Regions from separate parts of the Mus musculus genome. Here region 1 is linked to region 2. A link is a contact called in public Hi-C data. All regions are on one chromosome and are shown on one strand. Each heading gives the region's core, a stretch centred on a gene start, on an enhancer-like site or on the middle of the called end of the contact. The rest is flanking DNA. Distances are from core to core; before and after follow the strand shown. Region 1 overlaps Dpf3 (D4, zinc and double PHD fingers, family 3). Region 2 overlaps Dpf3 (D4, zinc and double PHD fingers, family 3).

Region 1 (5,705 bases), core at 325-2,824, 70 kb before region 2:
GGAGGGGAGTCCAGTGTTGTCAGAGCTCTCAATAGGTTTACAATAGGAATTTGTGTACACAAACTCCAACAACTTCTTTAAACCATTACTCTATTTTTAATCAGGTCTTGCTCTGGTTAGGCTAGTCTGGAACTCGCTATGAAGCCCACCTTTAACAATTATTCGCTCAGTGGTTAAGAGCACTGGCTGCTCTTCCAGAGGGCCTTCTTTGGTTCAATTCCCAGCATCCACATGGCAGCTCACATCTGTAATCCAGCTCTAAGTGATCTGACAGGCACACACAGACATACAGCACAAACACCAATGCACATAAGATAAAATCATTAAAAATTATTTTATACATATGTATGTTTTCCTTGCATGTATGTCTGTGTACTATGTGTGTGCTTGGTGCCGGCAGAAGCCAGAAGAGACTTGGATCTCCTGGGGTTGTAGATGGTTGTTAGCTGCCACGAGGAAGCTAGTAATCGAACCTGGGTCCCCTGGACGAGTAGCCAGTGCTTCTAACTGCTGAGTCATCTCACCAGCTCTCTTCTGCTGCTTTTGGAGCACCAGGGTTCTAGTGTCTACACTCATATCTGGCAAGAATGTTTTTCTCTTATGGGACGGAGCCTAGGGATGCATGCATGCTAGATAAGTACTCTTCCACCAAGCTACATCCTTATCCTGAAAGCTTCAAATATAATGAACAAGTTCTTTAAAAAACATAGTGTGGACCACAGGAAACAAGTCTGGCCTCGAACTCAGAAATCCGCCTGCCTCTGCCTCCCGAGTGCTGGGATTAAAGGCGTGTGCCACCACACCCGGCAGGAAACAAGTCTGGGCACAATATTAACTTATGCCCTTAGGTTTGTAAGACCTGGATAAAACTTCTCTATTGGGCCATTGACTTGACTTTTTGAGTCCAGTACATAAAGAACGATCTCTTGTAGATAAAGAATTGGGATTGGAAACTTGGACTATTCTGTCAGCAGGCTAGATCAGCATGTGGGCTTCAGTGAGGATTGCTGTAAGGCCCGTAGGAAATCCAGGGACAGCTGAAGGGGAAGTGTGCATACTGTGGGTGGCAGTGGGGGCAGGTAGGGTGCAGAGGTCAGGGATGCTGCAGGAGGAGAGGGCGGGAGTGAGCTGGCACGGACTTGGAGCTAAGGCTGTTTATCCTCTGCCCTCATGTAGCCTGGTGGGTGTGCACACCCCTGCCAGCCATGCACAGAGGAAAAGAGTCACAGTTATCAGAAACAGCTCTGGGCATCTACTGGGACGAGCATGGAACTTGGCCCAGCCCTCCAAATTTGTCCTTGTAGTTAGGAATCGAAGCTCGTCATACACAAAGAGACACAGGGCAGCTGGTGGTAAAGAAAAGAGTAAGTGTGGGTTCAGAGAGCCCACGGCTTGGATCTTCTCTTGTTACTAGCCTTGCTGCTGGACCAATTACTGACCTTTGGAGGGGCATTGTGGGGGATTGGATGGGCTAATTTGCCTACCTTCTGGGGTTGTTTTGAGGAGTAGCTGGACACGAGAGCCACAGCGCATGAGTTCAGTTCAGAGCCTGGCACACAGTATGTACTCAGACTGAGCTATTATGAGACAAGCAGTAACCTCAGCTAACGCTGTTACTGTTGTAACACAGGTTACATTGTAACATGTAACTTCCATTGTCCCGGAAGAGAGCTGACAGGAGACTGAGCGCAAGGTCACCTAGTCCTGGTCCCCACTGCAAATGACTTCCTAAACGCAGATCCTCTAGCCTGTCTTTCAGGTGAGCAGGAGATGTAGAACTGGCCTGGATAGGCATCATCTAAGGGCCCTGAATAAGCTTCTGGGGCCCTGGCTCTATATCTATTACATAATGGCACTTTCCCCACAATCTGTTCACAAATATTTACTGAGAAACTACTATGACCCAAACCCCGAGAAAGAGCTTTTGGGCACGTTGAACACAATAAGACAAAGTATAACCATTTTATTAGTTTAGTCAGTTCTCTCTCTCTGTGTGTGTGTGTGTGTGTGTGTGTGTGTGTGTGTGTGAGATAACTTTTAGGAGTCAGTTCTGTCCTTCCACCCTGGGTTCTTGAGATTGAACTCAGGCCAGTAGGCTTGAGAAGCAAGCATTTTTACCTACGGAGCCGTTTTGCCATCCCTGGAGTACAGAGATGCTGAAGCTAGCATATAGGCTAAGCTGCTATGACAAAGAGATCCCCAAATAGAATGGCTAAGACAGGATTTATCTGCCAAGTAAGTCCTAAGGCAAGCATATTAGATTGACATGCAGGAGTTTTTGTTTTGCACCCTTAAGTCTGTCTCAGAGTGTGGGAGGTAGGAGGTGGGGAAATCCAAGGCAAGCGGCTTGTCTTGAGAAGGAGCAATTCTTGTGCTGTTGGCTGGAATTTAGTCACATGCTGCATCTAGCTGCAAGAGATGCTGGGAAATGTAGTCTGTAGTTGATAATGGGGTTGTAACAAAGAGAAAGAATGTTGATTACTGAGGTGCAATTAGCAGATCTAAGTAAAATAGGTGGTGACCAGAAAAGGGAGGACTTTCTTCTCTTTTTGGAGTAGGCAACTGTCTCACCCTCTGTGGTCTGAGGCATTTGGTACCTTGGAACTGGATTTCAGACTCTTCCAGAAAGTTCTGTTCTGTGCCTCATTGCAACAGGTGTGGTTTCTGACTCTTGCTGCCTTCCAGGAAGTAGGGCAGATATGGGAGAAAGTGGTATTTGTTGGAAGGTGCTCGTGGTGCACGTCTTTAATCCCAGCACTTGGGAGGCAGAGGCAGGCGGATTTCTGAGTTTGAGGCCAGCCTGGTCTACAAAGTGAGTTCCAGGACAGCCAGGGCTACACAGAGGAACCCTGTCTCAAAATAAACAAAAAACAAAACAAAACAAAACAAGACAAAACAAACAAACAAACAAATGACTCCATCTCAAAAAAAAAAAAAGACTCCATCTCAGTCTCCACAGGACAGTGGTTAGTGCTGGAGTAGGCATAGTAACGGAGAGGCTGGGTCAGACTAGCTTATCCCCCTTCCCTTAAGGCAGACGAAAGCTCTGTTGTTGCCTATGGGAGCTGATTGAAGTTGGGCCTTCCATCTAGAGTCTCAAATGAATTGCCGACGACCTCATCTCTTCTCTGGATTTTATGTACAGTCAGAAAACTTCATCAGAAGGTGCAAGGTGCACATGAGTGCTTAGCTCACACCTTATTCTGAATTAAGAAAGGTGCCTGATGTTTCTTAGGCTCATAGCTACTGTCTACTGGGTTTGAGTTTGAATGTGGGTCTATAATGTGTTACAAACTTTGTCATACTGCTCTGCTATCTTCATGTTTCATTGTCTGGGGCACCTGGTATTTCTCTCTGACTCTCCATCTTCTGAGCCAGGGGTGGGAGGGTGTCACGGGTATTTACTCTGAAGCCTTCTGAACAGCATTAATGAAAGAATAGGACTGGTTTCAAATCCAGGAAGAGAGAGACCATTGTCTAACTTATTATTTAGTGAAATCCTGGATGCCTCTGTGAACCTCATCGTTGTAAACCCCACATCAGTGTTTTATACATCTGAATTGCCTCTGGTTCAGCACAGCGCCCCGCACATGGCCAAGACTTAATACACGTCTATTAAGAAACATCATGAGCACAGACTAGGGACCACGCCTAGCTCTGTAACCTACCTAGCAGCCGTGTACCTCTGGACAGTGAACTTACCCTCTCTAGATCTTCATTCCAGACTGTATGATGGGAAATATATCAGAACCTACTTCATAGACAGAGACAAGATATGCGAGCTCTTCTAGAAATACCTAGACCATGCAAACCCGTCGTAAAGCATTAGCCGTTATTGGACCATTAATGACTAAGTGGCAGCCCAAGTCTGCCTGCTAGAACTTTATATCATGACTCTTTTCAATCTCCTTCTGTTTTGTTGATGTTGATTCAGTCCCCAGTCACACATTTGTTTGCTGCACAAAACAATCACATCTTTTTCCTCTCGTTCCAACAACTTAAATAAATTTTTAAGAAATGCTTTATGTATATGGGTGTTTTGCCCACATGTGTGCCTGAGCCCCACATATGTACCTACCTGGTGCCTGAGGAGGACAAGAAAAGGGCACTGGATAGATTCTTGAGAACAGGACAGACAGTTGTGAGCAGCCATATGGGTGCTGGAAATTGAACCTGGGTCCTCTGGATGAGCAGCCATGCTCTCGACTGCTGAGCCATTTCTCCAACTCCTGTACTCTTTTTTTTTTTTTTTTTTTTTTTTTTTGGTTTGGAAGGGAAACAAGAGCAAAAGACATATAGTCTGTTGCTATGTGCCATAGCACTCATCTGCTAATAATCCTAGCTGTTTGTGATGCAAACCAGGGTTTGGCTTTGAGGGCAGTTTGAGGGATTCATTATCGTGGACAGAGCCTGCACATCAGGATTCTAGAAAAGACGGGACATTGAGGATTTGCATTGTCTTTGACCCAGGACGACCTTGGAAGACATTGCTGTTTGGGAGTCAGAATCTCCCTTGGAGTAGGGGTGTCTTTTCTAAGAAGTACTTAAGGAGAAGATATATGGTTTACCAGCTTGTTGTGACCTCATGTTGAGGACTGGTATGCATATCTTGGTATTGTTTGGTCTGTTTAGAAAATACTCTTTGTATGAATCCTCCTTAGGTGTGATCCCCAACACTGTATAGTGGAACGTGCCCGTAGTCTACGGACTTAGGTGGAGGCAGGAAGATCACAAGTTCCAGGCCATCTTCAGCTACATATCAACTTTGAGGCTAGCCTAGGCTACACAAGAGCCTGCTCAAACGAACAAAAACCAGGTTTTAGAAAGGACACATTGAAGAATTTACTTCCTGTGGTGGTTTGCTTTAGACTGGCCTCTATAAATTCATATATTTGAATGTTTAGGGAGTGGCATTAGGGAGTGTGGTCTTGCTGGATAGGTGTGAAGTTGTTAGAGGATGTGTGTCACTGGGGGTGGGCTTTAATACCTCAGGTTGTTTTTCTCTCCTCCTCCTCCTCCTCCTCCTTCTTCTTCCTCCTTCTTCCTCCTTCTTCTTCCTCCTTCTTCTTCCTCCTCCTTCTTCTTCTTCTTCTTCTTCTTCTTCTTCTTCTTCTTCTTTTCTTCTTCTTCTTCTTCTTCTTCTTCTTCTTCTTCTTCTTCTTCTTCTTCTTCTTTCTTCTTCTTCTTCTTCTTCTTCTTCTTCTTCTTCTTCTTCTTCTTCTTCTTCTTCTTCTTCCTTCTTCTTCTTCTTCTTCTTCTTCTTCTTCTTCTTCTTCTTCTTCTTCTTCCTCCTCCTCCTCCTCCTCCTCCTCCTTCTCCTCCTCCTCCTCCTCCTCCTCCTCCTATCTCTCTCTCTCTCTCTCTCTCTCTCCATTCAAGACAGAATTCCTCTGTGTAAAAACCTTGGTTGTCTTGGACCAGGTTGGCCTTGAACTCAGAGATTCCCCCTGCCTCTATCACCCAATCTGCTGGGATTAATGATGTGTGCTACCGCTGCCGGTTTAATACCTCAGCTTTTAAGGGACTCACTTAAGAACCAGACTATGGCTGTGAGCTCCCTGGTAAGCAGAGTTGAGGATGCTTATCTGGAGGATGGAGTAAAGGGAGATAGCATAAGAATGTAATCCCATTTAAATAAATTATCTGTGCATGTATATGCATAAAGAAATGCATAAATACGTATGTGTGAATGAAAGTAATCAAAG
Region 2 (5,946 bases), core at 2,906-5,405:
TCTTGACTAGTTTGAGAGTCATTGCTTAGAGCAGAGGTTCTCGACCTTCCTAGGGCTGTGACCCTTTCATACAGTTCCTCACGTTGTGGTGACACCCCCCCCCCCAATAAAATACTGTTCATTGTTACTTAGTAACAAATTTTGCCATGGTTATGAATCATAATGTAAATATCTGTGTTTCCCGATGCTCTTAGGGGACCCCTGTGAAAGGGACATGTCCTGTCAGGTGGAGGTGATCCATGTCTTCTGGGCTGGTCTGATGTCTGCGTAAGGTACAGTCAGCTTCCAAGGCTTGGAGAAAGAAAGGGAGTTTTAATGAGGAACAACACTGTCTGACGACTTGACGGGATCTAGAAGTGGCCTAGGAGACAAGCCTCTGGGCGTGTCTGTGGGCGAGTGTACCCATTAGGTAGGTTAGTAGTAGAGAAGCCTTTTTTCTATATGGGTAGCACCATTCTGTGGGCAAGGATCCAGGCATCCAAAGGATGGGGCAGCTCAGCTGGGATGTTCATCCCTCTCTGCTTCCTTACTGTGTGTTCAATATGAGCAGCAGCCATACACACCTGCCTCCAGGCCTTCCCTGCCACGGAGGGACTTCTTAAACTGTAAGCCAGAGCAAGCCTCACCTGTCCCCTTCCTTTCCTGCTTTGGTCTTTTTTTTGCAATGACACCTGAGGATGTCAGTAGCTCTGTGACTTCCTGCGGGGCAGCTTGGACTCTGGTGAACAAATGAACTTGCAGAGCTGAGGTGAGCCCACACCTCCCTTTTGGGACAGGGAAGAAAACCAAAAACAAAACCATAGTGGGCTGTGATCTTGTAGGATTTTTGTTTTCAGATGTCTGCTCCTGCGTCTGGAGAAGCCAGGTATCATCTGGCCCACCCCATGCTCAGACTTCTGCACACCTCACAACTGTGACACTGTGTTGGGAGGCATTAATTAGACTTTAGATTAGGTATACATGAACAGAGACACATGAATGGAAACAAGGATCTTGGCAAGGTAATTTACTTTGGCAAAGGAGCATGCAACAGCCCAAACTGGGCAAGCAAGGGTACCAGGGTGTGGACTTCACTTAACTTTTATCCTAACACAGCGCAGCAAGCGTGTCTCATTCCATTGGCGGGAGCTCGACCGCACGGTGTACTGCTGTTGGCTAGTGTATAGTTGGGGAAGGGTATTGTAGTCAAGTTTTAAGAATGTTTGGTATCTAGGGGCTAAGCAGGTGAGGCATGTGCAAAGGTTTCACAAGATGAGGAAGAGAGGGCTAGAAATACTAGCCTTCCGTGGGTTAGCTTTTTATTCTTTTATTTTTATTTTTTATTTTTTGGTTTCTTTTCTTTTTCCTTTCTTCTTTTCTTCCTTTTTTTTTTTTTTTTTTTGAGACAGGGTTTCTCTGTGTAGTCCTGGCTGTCCTGGAACTCACTTTGTAGACCAGGCTGGCCTCGAACTCAGAGATCTGCCTGCCTCCTCCCCCTACTGAGTGCTGGGATTAAAGGTGTGCACTATTACCACCTGGCTGAGTCAGCCATCTCTGATAGAGTTTTGATAGGCATTCCGACCAGACACTCACACTGATTTAATGTGCGTGGTTTGGGAACAGGCAAGAATACAACACTCTGGCCCCATCTTCAAGATACTCACGGTCTGAGTGCGAATGGAGTAAGGAAGACAGCAAAGAGCAGGAAAACAAAGTAGACTCAAAGATGTGGAACCGAAGTGCTTTGGGCAGGATAACCTGGGACCCTTCCTAGAAGAGTGAGGATTTCTGCTAGCCTCGAATCCGTTCAGATTAGCCAAACTATGTGTGGAAGGACATGAGTATTTTTGTTGGCCATGTGGACCAGGCTCTCTGCTGCTTGTGTGCAGAAAAAGCGTCAGATGAAGATTAACATCGATTGATTGCTTCTTCTGTTTACCCACTTACTCATCTATCAACTTGATGTGGCAGATTCTCTGTCCTGGGCTTCAGGACAGGCCAACAGATGCGTCAGGTGTGGCCTCTGGTTCTTAGAGTAGACTCTGCGAGGGAGGGGTCCTGCTGCATCATGTCCCAACTGCCTTGCTCTCTAAGAGAGCTCTAAGCTTGCTCTCAAAGCTTGGGTCAGAAGTTTGAGCGGGTGTCTGACCATGTCAAATCCACTGCCAAAGTGAAGATTCCATGCGGGATGTCACATGCAGAGGACTAACTAGCCAGCCTGCTCAGGCAGAGTTATTGCCGCAAAGTGGCAGAAAGCAGATTGTGCTTCAAGGAGAGGTGGCAGGAGAGACTGGATTGTAGGTATTCCTGCCTCTGTGTCCTGGATTCTAGCATATTAAGTCCTTCTGCTGGCCTACAGAACACTGAGTGTGAACCGCAGGGAAGGCACAGGGCCGGGGAGCCTGTGAGTGGTGTGGGGCTGAACAGGCTTGCCTGGTACCCAGCCTTTTATATACCTGCTCTCTTAGTCCCCGCAGCCTGGCAGAGGCAGAGCATCACTAGAAGCCACTTTGAATTCTGTGCCAAGGGGTAAAAGGCTAAAAGAAGGTTTGAGGAAGACTTCTTTTTGCCAGGATGGAATGAAAGGAGAGCGATGATGATTTCGGTTAGGGATGGCTGCCATTAAGCCAGTCATTGGGTGATGAGCACTAACAGAGAGATTGTAGACTTTCGTACTTTCCCTGCTAAAGCTGCAAGTGGACAGGCCTCTAAACTGCAGACTTCCATGTGCATCTAACACTGAGGACTAAGTGTACATATGGGGTATATGGGTTGTAGTTCAAGTGGAAATGCCTCCTCCCCTGGGCCAGTGGGAACAGGGTGGTCAGAGCACAGCACAACTTCCTGGATACCAACTGTGTACCAGGTTCTGTGCTGGATGTAGGGAATGCCTCAGGCTCAAGGCCAGAATGTAGGGGATGCTGGCCTCCCTGATTCAGGTCACCTCCTTCACCCTGGAGCTGCTGGTCCCTGGGAGGCGGTCATGGCTCAACGTGAGCAGCTGTGTGCTGTGGCCCCCCTCAATCAATACAGTCTCTGTTCTCTTGGGGGTTCACAGTCCAGTGAACCCCAAACATCAACCATCAGGGAAGACATGCTAGACATTGAATTAGGTTTCAGTTGGTACAGCAATAGTATTGATGTTTTAGATGTAAGAAAATGATTGGGGAGAAAGGATTTTAGAACCTCTCCCTCTCCCTCTCCCTCTCCCTCTCCCTCTCCCTCTCCCTCTCCCTCTCCCTCTCCCTCTCCCTCTCCCTCTCCCTCTCCCTCTCCCTCTCCCTCTCCCTCTCCCTCTCCCTCTCCCTCTCCCTCTCCCTCTCCCTCTCCCTCTCCCTCTCCCTCTCCCTCTCCCTCTCCCTCTGTGGGGACTTCTTGCATGTGTCTTCAAGTGTATATGTATGGGGACAAATATTTAATTTTTCATTTTTTGAGGTTGAATCTCATGCATCCTAGGCTGGCCTCAGGCTTACCCTGTGACCAAGCACGACTTTGAATTTCTGCTCTGCCTGCCTTAATTTGGGATTAGAATCATGTGCCACAGTGCCCAGCATTTTTTTTTTTTAATGCAGGTTCTGGGGATCAAACTCGGGTCCTTATGCTTATAAGACAAGCATTTACCAGGCTGAGCTATCCCGCCGTCACCCCTCCTATGTTTATTCTTTCCTTAATCTTCATCCGATTCTTCAGGTACCACCCTCACGACCTAATTACTTCTAAAGGCCCCATGGCTCTATATCCAGATACCATAATCTGGTGGGTCAGGACATTAGCTTTTTTTTTTGCATGTGGGGTGACATAATTCAGTCTGACCTAGTGGTTAGCTCTTCTTTCAAGGGCCGATTCTGTGAGCAGTACAACATCAAGGGGCTTAAAATGGTTCCCTTCCCCTGTCAAAAACTGTCCGTTAGCTTTCGAGGGTTTATTGAAAGCTAAGTGAGAGCAGAGCTTCCTGTGTCAGTTACACATGCTGACATGCAAAAAGCAGGGTGTTAGTGCTCTGGAGGTGAGTTTCATGTGTGTTTGCAGGTGGCTGGGAAAGGCGGGTGGGTGAGGCTGTGGGCAGGCAGGAGGGGAGCAGGGGGGCAGACAGAGGCACCGCAGAGGGTGGAAGCTGGAGAGGAGGAGGGATCAAAAGTATCTCTGGCCAGGGTTGCTCAAGTCCTGCTTATCTCTGTTTACAGGCACAAACAGTAGGCCAAGGTTGTCCTGTAACAGCAAAAGGGGACCTGAGGCCACATGATATGAGAGAATAGACAAGAACTCTGGAAAGTGACACAGCTCAGTGCCAGACGGGGTGAGGGCGGCTTCATGGGTGGGGAGCAGTGACCCCCTCTTTGCTCCCCCACCCCAGAAGAATGAGAGCTGGGGAGGAAAGAAGCTCTTGGTAGAAGATGAGGAGTTTGCTTTTTGAACATCCCTCATCTCCCTCTACTGAAGACAGAGATGGGCTATGTAGCCCAGGGTGGCCTTGAACTCGTAACCCTTTTGTTTCCATTGCATAGATACTGAGATTGTAGGCATGCTCCGTCACGCCTGGATGGGCATGTGTTTGAAGTACGGCGCGGCACATGTCCTTAGTTGTGAGCACAGGACCTGTGGGACAATCAGGACGAGTGTCTGCTTAGAGGGCTGGACCTGAGCATGATCTCACGGCAGTGACAGGAAGTTGAGCCAGTGACCAGGTTCTCTGGAACAGGTTGAATGAGGAGCAGAGGGCCCTCCTGGCCCTGGACTTCATCTCCCTATAGACATGCTCAAAAAAAGTCCCTGGATATCCAGTTTTTAGAGCTGGACTGGACCCCTCTGTCCATTTGTGACCAAAAAGGGACCTCTCGACCCTCACGAAGCCCTCTAGAGCCTAGCAGCTGGTGTTCCAGACTAGAAGGCTTTTCCCGAGCCCAGCAACGTCTCTCCTTTCTGTTTCTGATTGCAGGCTTTAGTGGCCTGGGGTCAGCGCTTGATGAGGACATCGCTCTAACCTGTCTGGTGCCAGCTTCCTCCGGCCCAAGACATCAATCATGCCTTGGTAATCTAGCTCCCGTGGTCTGGTAAAGACAGGTGATGGCTGAGGCTGGTCCATGCCTGCTCCAGCCTGGGGCACACTGGTCGCAACTCCACAAAATGAGTCATTTGCTGCCAGCCTGTCCCTATTCCTTCTGCTCCCCCCCCCGCCCCCCATGGCTTTAATGCAAATGTCACCCATGGGGTGGAATCTTTTCCTTCTGGGACTTTATTTATTTATTCATTTATGAATTCCACATCGGAAAGGACATTTGTAAGGAAAGGACCCGAGTAAGGGTGGAAGGCGAGAACTCTGACACCACTCAGTATTTGATATTTATCACAAGTTTCACTCATACAAAGATTTCACTTTTGAAAATACACACGTCCCCCCACCCCCTCACAGCGTGCCTCTTAGTACTGACCTGCATGCTCACAGAGTGGAAAGGACTTAAGATCAAGCCCATTTGCACTGGGTCATGGCTTTCTTCCCCTGTCTCCTCCTTTCGATGTAAGGCACAGACATTGGCCAACTTCTCTATTTGTTCTTAGTAAGTTTGCTTTCTTGTTCCTTTCGTGTGGACCAAAGCTGTTGGAAGTGAAGAACATGGCAGGGAAGTTCACCTGGAAGTCTTACCATGTGTTTCTTTGCTTCCAGAAGTCCATCTGGAAGAAGGAAAAGCCCATTTCCTCTAGGAGATGAGTGGTGTTTTGTTTTGTTTTGTTTTGTTTTTTTGTTTTTTTCTGAGATAGGGTTTCTCTGTATAGCCCTGGCTGTCCTGGAACTCACTCTGTAGACAGGGTGGTCTCAAACTCAGAGATCCGCCTGCCTCTGCCTCCCGAGTGCTGGGATTAAAGGTGTGTGCCACCATGCCCGGCTTTAGGAGATGAATTTTACTGCACTTTGTGGACTTCATTTTATGTCCCCCCCCCAGAATTCCTTAGATTGAACTAGTTAATATA

What was found. A called contact is a pair of places that touch in the nucleus more often than the background predicts.
Region 1: a Hi-C map of liver shows a contact between it and region 2, with 2.1 times the contacts expected there. The contact joins two enhancer-like sites. A contact is called at or near these places in 3 of 484 Hi-C or Micro-C datasets (cardiomyocytes, liver and olfactory sensory neurons) and 1 of 9 other capture datasets (adipose tissue).

What each region holds. Positions count from the first base shown.
Region 1 is chr12:83,441,265-83,446,969 of GRCm38.p6, reverse strand. All of the region lies in intron 1 of Dpf3 (D4, zinc and double PHD fingers, family 3), which reads left to right. Among named protein-coding and RNA genes, the nearest start is that of Dpf3, 44 kb to the left of the region's middle. Within about 2 kb of position 1,574, at least 17 of the 459 cell types and tissues checked have an H3K27ac peak or open chromatin away from gene starts, as enhancers often do. A contact at or near this core is called in liver, where this site is marked.
Region 2 is chr12:83,373,815-83,379,760 of GRCm38.p6, reverse strand. The region is part of intron 1 of Dpf3 (D4, zinc and double PHD fingers, family 3); the gene reads left to right. Among named protein-coding and RNA genes, the nearest start is that of Dpf3, 110 kb to the left of the region's middle. Within about 2 kb of position 4,155, at least 62 of the 459 cell types and tissues checked have an H3K27ac peak or open chromatin away from gene starts, as enhancers often do. A contact at or near this core is called in liver, where this site is marked.